Regions from separate parts of the Sus scrofa genome. Here region 1 is linked to region 2. The links are chromatin contacts, called in public promoter capture Hi-C maps. All regions are on one chromosome and are shown on one strand. The core of a region is the stretch at or near the end of the contact, and the rest is flanking DNA. Distances in the headings are between cores, read along the strand shown.

The links. Promoter capture Hi-C pulls out the DNA fragments that hold promoters and counts their contacts.
Region 1: a contact with region 2 is called in a promoter capture Hi-C map of liver, with 2.8 times the contacts expected there. The contact joins the promoter of WASF1 here to the promoter of AK9 in region 2. A contact is called at or near these places in 1 of 5 promoter capture datasets (liver), 1 of 47 Hi-C or Micro-C datasets (liver) and 1 of 2 datasets of contacts at active chromatin or transcription factors (alveolar macrophages).

Annotation. Positions count from the first base shown.
Region 1 is chr1:76,177,526-76,183,693 of Sscrofa11.1, forward strand. WASF1 (wiskott-Aldrich syndrome protein family member 1) reads right to left here and starts at 2,810. Exons shown (of 9, transcript XM_021091110.1): 1 at 2,661-2,810. It overlaps CDC40 (pre-mRNA-processing factor 17), which reads left to right and starts at 1,644. Exons shown (of 16, transcript XM_005652465.3): 1 at 1,644-1,889; 2 at 3,183-3,403. The coding sequence starts at 3,215.
Region 2 is chr1:75,689,279-75,695,007 of Sscrofa11.1, forward strand. It overlaps AK9 (adenylate kinase 9), which reads right to left and starts at 4,137. Exons shown (of 40, transcript XM_021091050.1): 1 at 4,036-4,137. FIG4 (FIG4 phosphoinositide 5-phosphatase) reads left to right here and starts at 4,950. Exons shown (of 23, transcript NM_001243250.1): 1 at 4,950-5,184. The coding sequence starts at 5,119.

The DNA.
Region 1 (6,168 bases), core at 1,560-4,059, 490 kb after region 2:
CAAACATAATTCAATATTCTACTTGTTTATTACCAAGTCACATAACTTTTTCATCAATATTAACTATACTTACATTTTCATAAGTTACACACATTAACTATTATACCTACTAAATTTGCAATTATTAAAAACTCAATGGATGAGAAACATTTTCAGTTTACAGCCACATGTCTCCAAAGCAAAATTCAATGTAAATTAGCCATTCTAACATGCCACAAAACACTAATGACATTTTTCACTGTACTTTACACTGAAATACTTTCATCATTCATCAGCTAAAGTATTTAAGTTTTCTTTAAAAACATCATGAAAACATCTTTACTAAATTTATGCATACTATTTAGTGCATAAATGGGTTTATTTCCATTTACATATAAGGAAACCAAGGCACAAAGGTATCCATTTTGTAAACTGCAAGGTCATTTCCTAACAAGCAAATGATTCTACACAATCAAGTTATACGTGTGCCACTTCCAAGTGCCATAAAACAATTACTATACTTTAACACAACTGCCTCTGCAATGCCTATTTGCAATTCCCTTTTACAAAGAGGGTTATGGCAACAATCTTAAACAAGAAAAGCTGGAAATGGAGGATTACAAAAAGAAAAACACTTAAAAATTTTTGATAGTGAACCATTTATTTTTAAATAATGAGATGTAAACAGTTTTTAACATAAGAAATAACCAACCGTTGTTTCTTCCATTTTCAAAAAATATTTCGTCTTTCAGGTAAATCACGCAAAATTGTAGCCTACCTATCCTTATGGTTAGAATTAGAAAAATGAGAAGAAATTCTATAACAAGTAATTAAATACATGATACTGCAAAGAAAAGAACTAAATGAAAAACAAAATTTAGATAAACTTAGGATATGTCGTTATGGCAGTTAAAATCCTATCTTAAATACTAAATACTTCATTCAACTGAAGACTAGGATCAGCAATGAAATATTCCGTTACTGAAAAATAAAGAAATACACAACTTTCCTTATTCAAAGCGAGAAATATTATACCAAATATCAGACACTAAAAAAATACACTTTTCCTAACAGAAACTTAAAGTATAAGGGAAAAACTGTTCATGAGAGTTCAAAGATTGAGACTGCATCTGTAATTACGATACAGTGCTAGCAACAATTAGAAAAATGTTACCTCCAATACAAATTAAATTTAAGAACATTAGACGGGATGAAAAACCAGTCAATCAATTACATCAATTACCCAACAGATATAAGACTTAACTACTACTATGTGAATCTAACACCAAGGAAAAAATGAAAATAGAATCCTAGGCACACTTTACATAGGAAGGACAGGATTAGACTGAGTCGTATTAAAGTATCTAGTCTAGCTGGGGATTAGTTAATTAATCTGCTACCAGACAGGTAGTGAATGTTCAGGTCAGATGTGCTTTCTTTTCACCATTATTCCAGTTCATCATCCGCAAGTGTGAGTGAGAGAAGGCGTCAGAGTACCGAAGCTAGGGGGCATGCTACAGCAAGGGGAAGAGAAAAATGGGAAAGGTGCAATGGATGCTGCAGAGTTGAATAATTATCCGAGTGGCACAATGGGCGAGTCCTGCCGACAACGGCGCTGGGTGAGCAGCTCCCTAACTCCGCTCAACGCACCACCACCCCCTCCCCAACAGCAGGCATCAGAAGCAATAGCCCCGCTTCGCCTCGTCTTCCAGTGGAGAAACGGATCCCCTCGCTTGCATTACCGTTATGTAGTGTCTTTTAGACACGGACGCGCGGCGCAAACACGCAAACGCACCAGCTGGCTTTACCGAGCCTGGGGCACGTAAAGCAACCGCGGCTTCTCGGACACCCGGCGCCGCAGCCTCCCCCAGAGCGAGAAGGCAACCGGGCGGGCCGCGGGGGCACCTCAGGTAAGACCCGCAGTCTCTCCGACTAGAGCTGCCTCATGGAGGTCCCCGCAACCGAGACCCGGGCGCGCCCGCCAGCCGCGGTGTCCCTCGGTACCCAGCCGGGCTGGCGGGTGGGCGGCCGTAGCTCGGGAACCCCGCGAACGGGGGTGGAGGCCGTCGCGGGGGGAGGCGCGCCCATCCCCGTAACCTTTGCCAGGCTAGCGCTCCACGCACACCTCTCTCCGCCCTGACCAGTGAGGAAGAGTTCCTCTCCCAGCACCCTGTCCCCTCAAAAAAACAATTCCTGAGAGACTCGCGCTCACCAAGAAATCCTGAGGGGCTCTTGCCTTACCCCTTCTTCATGCTTCGGCGGCGCCGCCGGTCCGCCTGAGCTCCCAGGACTCCACCTAGAGCCTATAGGAGCGTCAGGCTCCGGGATGGAACCAGCTATGGGCAGCGGCCGAAGCACCGGGCCACGGAAAACGCTGCCTGCGACGCCCGCCGGCCGCCGGACCCACGGTGTGCTCGACGCGAGAGCGAACAACACCGCGAACCGCCGCCGCCCCCCACCCACCCCCTCCCCGCGCGCGACGCTCCACAACCGGACGCGGGGACCCGCACCTGAAGCAGGGGGGATCCGCTGGACTCTCGCCACCTAATCCCCCATCTTTCCCACCCGGAGCTATTCCCGGGCAGTCAAGGTCTTCCCACTTAAGATTCTCACTTTCCTCTTCAGCTCCCGCCCAGTCCCAGGTGCAGCTGTGGTGGGAAACTCAACCCCCACCTACTCACCCATCAGTGGAGGGAATGAATATCGGTCTCTCCCCCCCCCCCCTTTCCTGAGGCTTTATGGTATTACCCAATCCTCAGTTTGGGGGAGGGGGACGGAGAGAACAGTGCTTGGTCGGGGAATGAGGGAAGATGATAGCCAATGGAATGAACCAACCATTCAGGGGCGGGGTCAAAGAAAGGCCTGCCCGCCCTGCCCCGCCCCCTCACTCCAAACTACAGTTCCCACCCTGCCTCTCCCATTTCCTGCCGCGCTGCACGCCGGGAGTGTAGCTCTTGGAGGCCAGTAGGTATGTCGGAACTCGTAGTTTTTCGCCACATAGGTCCTGAAAGTTATAAGCCATTATAACCCTCTCTAGTTCCCTAAGTAAATGCTCCCAAGTTCCAAGTTTTGTTGTGCTTGTTCAAATACTAATTAACCTATTTATTGATTGTTTTAAAGTATCATAAAGGATTTTTTAGGAAAGGAAATAAATAATGTGTGTCGTGGCAATCAGGACCTGAAGCTGCTCCTTCTTCCGTCAGGGCCTGGACTCCACCGAGTATCTGTTGCCGTCATGTCGGCTGCGATTGCAGCTCTGGCCGCTTCCTATGGTTCGGGTTCAGGGTCCGAATCGGACTCGGACAGTGAGGGCGGAAGGTGTTCACTGCCAGCCGCGGACTCCCTCATGCACTTGACTAAATCGCCTTCGGCCAAGCCCTCTCTGGCGGTAGCCGTGGACTCCGCTCCGGAGGTGGCAGTTAAGGTAAGCGTTTTGGCTACTGATGCGGGGCGGGAACTGTCGGTTTTGTTCCAAAATCTGAAAGTCGCTTGTTATTCCTGAGATTACCTTCCTCAGTTCTCACCCAGCCCTTACGGGTAAGTTGCTACCCCTTGAGTCTCTTATCCCTACTCGCCTCTTCCTCAGGAGAAGCCTGGAGTTAGAAGTTGAAGACAGTCCCCCACTCCCTGCTCTTGCCTCCCGCCGTCAGAAAGCAAGTGGGGAGAAGAAGTGAAATTTGAAATTTATGGATTAGGATGTGGCCTGGATAGGGTAGGCGTAACCTCAGAACATAAACAGAGCTAAATCAGGACTTCCCAAACTAGGGAATGTGTCCTTGGTTATAGTGACCGGTGACCTGGCTTTGTTTTGTTTTTGAAGTCGGAACTAGGTTCTGATCCAGGCTCCATCTCTTGTGTGAACTTGGGCAAGTTATACAATCTCCTCTGTTTCTTCACCACAATGGAGATACAATTTTAAAAGCATCTATCTATATGAGAGGATTATTATGACGAGTAAGTGAAATAATACAAATAAACCTTGTAGCAGAGAGCCTGGTATCTAATAAAAGTGCCTATATAAGTCAAGACTGTGAGAAAAGGCATTGGGTTTAAGAAACAGTGTGCATGATCCCAATTGAGTAAGGTGATAGAGGGAGAAATTGGGTTATATTTCCCTTAGCAAATATTTGTTTAACACATGTTATTTGCCGGGAACTGTTCTAAGGGCTGAAGACACAGAGGACAGCATCTTTGCCATCATGATGTATATACATTTTAGTGCAAGAGACAGCCAATAAAATCTGAGTAGATTAAGTGGTTACAGATTGGATTGAGTACTGTGAAGGGAAAAAAATAGAGTGCCATGAATAGAATTTGTGATGGAGAATAAGGTAGGAGTATGACTTCCATAGATTGGTCAGGGAAGTCCTCTTGGAAAAGTGACTTTGAAGAACAAGAATGAGGCAGCCAAGTGCAAAATAAGGAAAGAGTTTCCTGTCAGAGGAAACAAACAGCAAGCCTTGAAATGGCAACGAGCTTAATGTATTCGGAGAACTGAGGAAAGGTCGGTGTATGTAGAGCTGGAGGAGAGCATCCACCACTTGGCAGTATAGGCCCAGAAGACCCTAATGGGGGTATCAGGAACGCAGGATGTGGTGAAGAGAAGCAGTGTGAAAAAATTCCTTTGTATTTAAGGTGTTCCCAACTCTAGTGTTATAACTTACGTCTTTTACAGGTTTCTAGTGAGCTAAATATGGATTTTACTCCTTATTAAAGGACATTGAGTATTGAAAAAAACCTTAAAATCCTCCTACTTTATAGCAAAACAAAATCCCTAAATTTACACCACTCCAGCAACCTCCTGAGTCTTCATTCTTTGACAGCTTGGTTTTTTTGGAGCTCGCTCACTTTACACATTTTCTCCTAAACTCTGTGCAGCCTAGCCCTAACCTCTTGGGAAACTTACTGTCCCTGAGTAATGTCACTGGCCTTCCAATTGTCAAGTTCTGTTGTCTGACTTGAATGTCCATATCATGTGACACTATTACTAGCTCTTCTTTGAAATTTTCTCTCCCTTTCGCTTCTATGGGGACATCCTCAGTCTTCTAATCCCCTGATCTTCTGCCCTCCCTTTCAGTATCTGTTTCCTGAGCGACTGTCCTTCTGCCCCTTTGTACCCCTCATATTCTCCAGGCCTTCAACCTGCGATGCTTCTGGTGACTCATATGTCAACACTGTGAAGTGGTTTGCACAGGCTCTGGAATCAAGACTGCCAATATTCAAATCCTGCTTCAGCAGTTACCCAGATAGGGACCTTGGATAAATTACTTAAGTGCTCTGTGTCTAAGTTTTTTCTCACCTGTAAGGTAGGGATAACACTAGTACCTAGTTCATGTTATTAAAGACTTATCAGAAAGCATGTGCCAGGCACACTATCCTCATCCAATTCTAGACTCCTTGCTAGCTTTAGAACTATTGACCTTCTCTTTCAGGGTAGCTCCCAGGCACCTCCGATTCAATGTGCTAAAAAATTAACATTCTCCTTCCCTTAGGATCTACTTCATGTGTTTTTTCCATTTTGATTAATGATCCCACAACTCATCCATTAGTAAAGCCAAGAACAAAGGGGTCTTCCTCTTCTCTTCCTTCTTCTAGCTTCCCTGAAGCTAGTCATTCAACTGGTTCTAACTTTTCTGCTTCATTGATTTCTCTCAAATCAACTCCTCCCTCTCCATTTTTACTGACACAGCCTTACTTCATTCTTCCGTACTTCTCTCAGGAGTGATTCTTGACTCTTCTTTCTCTCTGAACACCCACCTGCTATTGGGTAATGGGTCCTATTCATTTTGATGCAATATTTATCAAATTTCTCTTTCCTCTTCTGCTGCCACCATTCAGTCTTATAATTTTTCTTTTTTTTTTTTTTTGTTCTGCAAATAAGTTTATTTGTACCTTTTTTTAGATTCCACATATAAGTGATATCATATGATATTTGCTTCTCATTAAACATACGTTCTCATTTGAGTCTAGAAATAGACAAACTTTACTGTATCCATTTAATCAAAGGGGAAACTGATAAAAGGGTTAAGAATTATCCAAGACCACAGAGCTAATAAGTCAGAGTCAGATCTGTCTTCCAGATCTTTCCATTCTATCAAAACTCCTCTGGAGTTCCCATCATGTCTCAGCGGAAATGAATCTGACTAGTATCCATGAGGACACAGGTTCAATCCCTGGCCTTCCTCAGTG
Region 2 (5,729 bases), core at 2,887-5,386:
TAAGGGAAAGTACGAAGCCTCTGAGGATGGGGGCCTGCAACACCAGAACATGTATTTACAGTAGGGATTTCCCAATCCTTCTGCAAGAGAACTACAACCATTAACCAGTGAAACAGACACTGTGGGAGTACAAATATTCTCTTTCAAGAGCTACAGGACACAGAGTCTGAACTGACATCAATACCAATGGATCCAAAATGCCATCATAGCCTCCTGTTAGAGAGGGCAAATGGAGAACCAGTGACAAATGGAGCTTTGGCTCAAGTCTGTCTTATAGCACATCCAAAGGATCTGCAGGCTCACTCAGTGGTTATTTTCCTGGTCCTTGAGTGCGTAATAGGGACTGCAGCTAGCTAAAGGTTCACAGGGGTTCCCTAACTGTGGAGTAAGGGCCATTGTGGTAGAAAAGGCCAAGTGGAACTCCTGAAACTGCATGTCTGCTCCTCATCTGCTGGCTAAGATGAGCAATCGTAATTTGTTCTGAATGAAATAGAAGAGAGCCACCCCAAAACTATTTAAAAGGTGCCCGGTCGTGCATAATTTTCTAGTTCGAGTTTCTGCAAAAACCAGATAGATCATGACAGACAATATGGGACCCCTATAAACTTAACCAAGGGGCAGCCCTAATTGCAGCTACTGTGCAGACATGAACCTTACTAGACAGACACAGCTTCTTGTATGTAGTATGTAGCCACTCAGCTATAAAATGCATTTCTTTCAATGCACACCAAGGAGAAGGATCAGAAGCAGTTTGTATTTATTTAGAACAGTCATCAATGGACATTTAGTCTTACCCTAGGACTTCCTGCTCTTTGTAATAAATACAATACAAAGGGGTCTTGTTGACTCACAATTCTGACAATATCAGACCTGATGAGTGGGAATCACAGGTGTTCTAGATGCCCTCTAAGATATATGAGCAGCAGAAAGTGGGAAATGAGCCCACAAAGATTTAAGGGACTGTTATATTGGTGAAGTCTTACAAGGCTGGTGGTCTGGGACATTCTGAGACAGACTCTCCAAGGTATAAAGGACAGGTCACTCTACCTTACATCTTATACCTCTAAAAAAGAGGTGTAGAATTTTCTGTCTTTCTCTTTTTTAATGGCCACACCCTCAGCATATGGAAGCTTTTAGGCCAGGGATTGAATTCAAGCCACAGCTCTGACCTAGGCCACAGCTGTGGCAATGCCGGATCCTTTAACCCATTGCACTGGGCCAGGGATCAAACCTGCACATCTGCAGCAACCTAAGACACTGCAGTTGGGTTCTTAACCCACTGTGCCACAGCAGGAACTCCTAAGTCTTCTTAGTTTTTGGCAATAGCATGTAACACTTGGGAATACTGTTCTGACCCATTTAAGGGGTGATTTGGAAAGCTGTCAGTTTTGAGTAAGGCCAAGAATGAGAGAGAGCTCCACAGCAGTTTCAGGCTATGGTACCAGAGGCCTTGATTCTTGGGCCATATACCTGGCTAGATCCCATGATGCTAGAGGTCGCTGTGGTGGGTAGGACACTTTTTGGAGTCTTAGGGAAGACTCAACAGGAACCTCTCAGTGTAGATCATTGCCGTCTGCAGCAGAGAACCATTCCCCATTCAAAAACCAGCTCCTGGCATGCTCCTGGGCTCTGGGACAGAATAAAAGCCTGGCCATGGGCCATCCGGTGACAGTACATATGGAAGTGCCCACATGAGTTGGGTTTGTCAGACAGATCAAGTCCTCAAGCTGGGCAGACACAACAGCAACCCATTGAATGATAAAAATGGAACCCAGGGATCAGGCCAAATAAATATCATAAGCAAGCAGTCTAGACCCACATGTCACCGATCTCTTGTTCATCAGTGTCTCTTAGCTCACACCTCATTTGGAATCCCTTAGGAATAGCTGATTAAAAAATGATAAAAATCATGTATGGGAGTTCCCATCGTGGCTCAGTGGTTAACGAATCTGACTAGGAACCATGAGGTTGCAGGTTTGATCCCTGGCCTTGCTCAGTGGATTAAGGATCTGGCACTGCCATGAGCTGTGGTGTAGGTCACAGATGAGGCTCGGATCCTGCGTTGCTATGTCTGTGGTGTAGGCTCCAATTAGACCCCTAGCCTGGGAACCTACAAATGCTGCGAGAGCGGCCCTAAAAAGACAAAAAAAAAAATCATGTATGAAACATGATATATTGGTGCAAGCTGTAAATGGAATGCTTTTGGACTTTAGTCCCACTCAGGAGTAGTCCTGAGAGGTGGTGATTAGGGGAAATCCTCCTGGTAGGCAGAGCTTTAAGCAATATTCCTAGGTCCTTAATTTGGAGAGTGATGCTGAATGGCTTGGTCCAGAGCCTGGAAGGAGTGAGACTGGATCATAAGAGAAAAAGGGTTCTGGGGAAGAAGCGTGTGCATGGGGCTATGAGAGTGGTGTAACAAGCAGAATCTATGATGACCTCTAATGAGTCACGTCCTTGATAAGGAGTTACTGCCCTGGAAAGTAGAGGTAGAGCTGCTGCTACCTAATTAGGAGCAGGGAGATGTAGGTCTTTTTGCGCATCCTTTTGTTTTAGAAACTGGGACCAGAAACTGCCTTGAAGAACCAGTGACAGGATGCTGTCAACTTAATGTGGAGGGAGCGCAATGGGTATGAGTGGGGCAAAGCTTGGAATGTTGCAGATGTTATTAGTACCCTAACCCTATCCATTTGACACCAACCTTTTCCACAGATGACCAGCCCGGCTTCCAACTGGTGGCTTGTGGTTCTTTGTTTAAGGGCCCTTTCTGGCTGCCAGACCTTGTTCTGCCTGAGTTATACAGCAGACTGTATAACTGTATAAGAATTAATATTCTTCCATAGCAAGACTCAACCTATAACTGATGGGAATTGGTGAATAAATACCCCAGCTCTCTTTCCCCTTAAAAGGGAATAACTGAGACATACATCCAAGAATTCCTCAGAGAATTCAGCTAACAGAGAAATTTGCTTAATAATATTCCCTTTATTCCCTTTATTAGCTTCCTTCCCTTTGTGGCTGTTGTTTTGCTAGATTATTGCCCATATAAACTATTTGTCCTCAAGTTTTGTCTCAGGATCTGCTTCTGGATGAACAAAACTAACACCAGTTTCAAATGGAATATAGTAATATAATAATTGAAAACTAAATATTGGAAAACTGGAATTCTACAGATATTTTGAGTTATCCTGAATAAAAATGTGCAAATATTTAACTCATGTTCAGAAGAGTTGCTTTCCATTATGTAATGGAACAGAACTAAGTATTTTTCCCAGGTAAAAGATCCAAGTCAATGCAAAGTGCCAGTGCTGAGATGGCCATCTTTCTAGTTTTTTGTTTTTGTTTTTGTTGTTCTTGTTTCTTTTGTCTTTTTGGGGCTGCACCCATAGCATATGGAGGTTCCCAGGCTAGGGGTAGAATAGGAGCTGTAGCGGCTGGCCTACACCTCAGCCATAGCAACGCCAGATCCTTAACCCACTGAGCAGGCCAGGGATCGAATCTGCAACCAGTTACTAGTCGGGTTCGTTAACCACTGAGCCACAAAGGGAACTTCGCCATCTTTCTAGTTCTTAATAAAACCCAAAATTTCATACCAAACTATGAAAGAAAGTTTAAAATAAATATTAATTTAAAAATTTTGCAATTTCTTGATTTTGAATTTACAATATAATCCCCAATGCCACATTATGTTTATACTACAATTGAATACAAAAATTCTTAAATTTCCTTACATTTTTAGCAGTTGAAAAAATCCTCTAGCAGTGGGCTCTGCAGTTAACAAGGGACCCATTTCCTGGGAAACCTAGCACTTTTGCCATTCCAGTACATCTTACATCTCACAGTTGGTACCCAGTGAATACCTGTGGAATGAAAACGATGTTCGTTGAAAGGAGGAGTGAGGTTCAAAAGCGGAATTTACGGAGATCTCGAAGTTTAATTTTGCAAGGAAAGGAACTGGTCTGGGCTCCCCGCAGGAGATGGTGGGATTTCATTCGCTACGGAAATGGATCCGAGCGGTGGACTCTGACTCCTACATACCTATTCGTAGCAGACCCCACCGGCTGGCTGCAGTCCTCTCCAGGGACTCTGGGATCTGTTGAGCGGTTGCCAAGGGAACCCAGCTTGGTGCAAAGTGTCGAGCCTCTTGGGGGCGGGGCCTCGGAAGGTGGGGCTGTAATTTACTGATTTACTTTAAATACTCACTTTCGTACCTTTGTATTCAAAATTTTAATACACTCCTTTTCACAAATATGGAAGCTGATGATCAAAGAGAGTACATGCGTTGTTTACTTATGTTCACTCACATCTCGTGTAAGAAAACTTCTTTTAACGCAGAACTCCAAAGCCAGTACTACACTACGTTGTATTACACTACACTCGACAGTCTTTTTTTAGAATTTACAGATGGTTAGCCTCCTGCACAAATAAGTGGCAAGCTTGGAAATTTCCAACTTTAAGCGATTATAAAACACTAATTGAACCACACACCCTCTGGATACCATGGATTTAGTTGATTCTTCTAAGGGTAAAAGAGACACACAGCGACAGAAGGGGAAAAACACCTATGCTTAGTGCAGGACCGTCACAGAGTAGGTTTTCAGGAAAGGGCAGAAGTAGGCAGAGAAAAAACAGACAAACTTGGGAATGGATCTATCTGCAAGTCGGAGAGCCAATTCAAAAGAAGTAATCCAGTCCCAAATCGTCCACTTTTGCAAAGAGAAGGACCAGAAAAAGGTGAGATTTAACTAAACTGGCAGTGCCCTTTTCTCCGCCCACTTTTCCTCGTTCCCATACCAAAGATGGCGTTCTTTGCTTCCTCCTTCGCAGTACGCAGGCTCTGGAAACCTCTACCCCACTTCTCTATGGTTCTTCCTCCAGTCCCGCCCACGCGGTAGCTGGGGTGGGGTTTGCCTGGAGGTGGGGCCTACGGATCCGGAAACACCTGAACCTTAGTAGCTGATCATCTATGTATTTCGTGCCGATGCAGTGTTTTTACCTGCGGAACTTGGCATCTTGGATCTGAGGCGTCTTCTCTCCGGGTTTCTTGGGGGCAGTTCCGAGGCTGCTGCAACCAAGGCTGTGGCCTAGTGCCTGTTGGGGCGCGCCCCCGTTTGCTCGGCCATGCCCGCGGCCGCCGCCCCCATAATCAGCTTGGTCCAAAAGCTGGTTCTGTACGAGACTAGAGCTGTGAGTACCCAGCCCAGTGGGGTGCGGGGAGGACAGCGGCCGAGTAGGTGTGGGGCGGTGGGGCAGAGCAGCAGCCCGCCCCATCTTCCCTCTGTTCCCTAATTCGAGTCCTGGGGAATGCGCCCGAGGGGGCTTCGCCCTGTTATGGCACCCGGGACACTGTAGCTTTTGCAGCACCACTTAAAAGCCAAGGTTGGAACACCCTGGCAGCAAGTGTTTGTGATATCTCAAAAACTGTTCATGAAGTTCTGTACGAGTTACTGAATTCTTTTCAACTTTGGGAAAGTCTTGGAGTTCTCCGGTTCACTAGTTATAGTACAAGTAGGGGTTAGAAAAATATTCTCGACCTGTGAATCGGTAACTTTTCTGTTTTCCTATGCCGTGGCGTCGCAGTGATTGATAATAATTATGTATGCTTTTATTGCTGACATTTTTGGTTCTCTTTATTTGAAGGGAAAGAAAACTTTGTTGATTTGTTTGGATAGAATTCTTTTGCTTTTCATTTTACTTTTTTCCTACACAGTTTTATTTTGTTCTGTTTTATT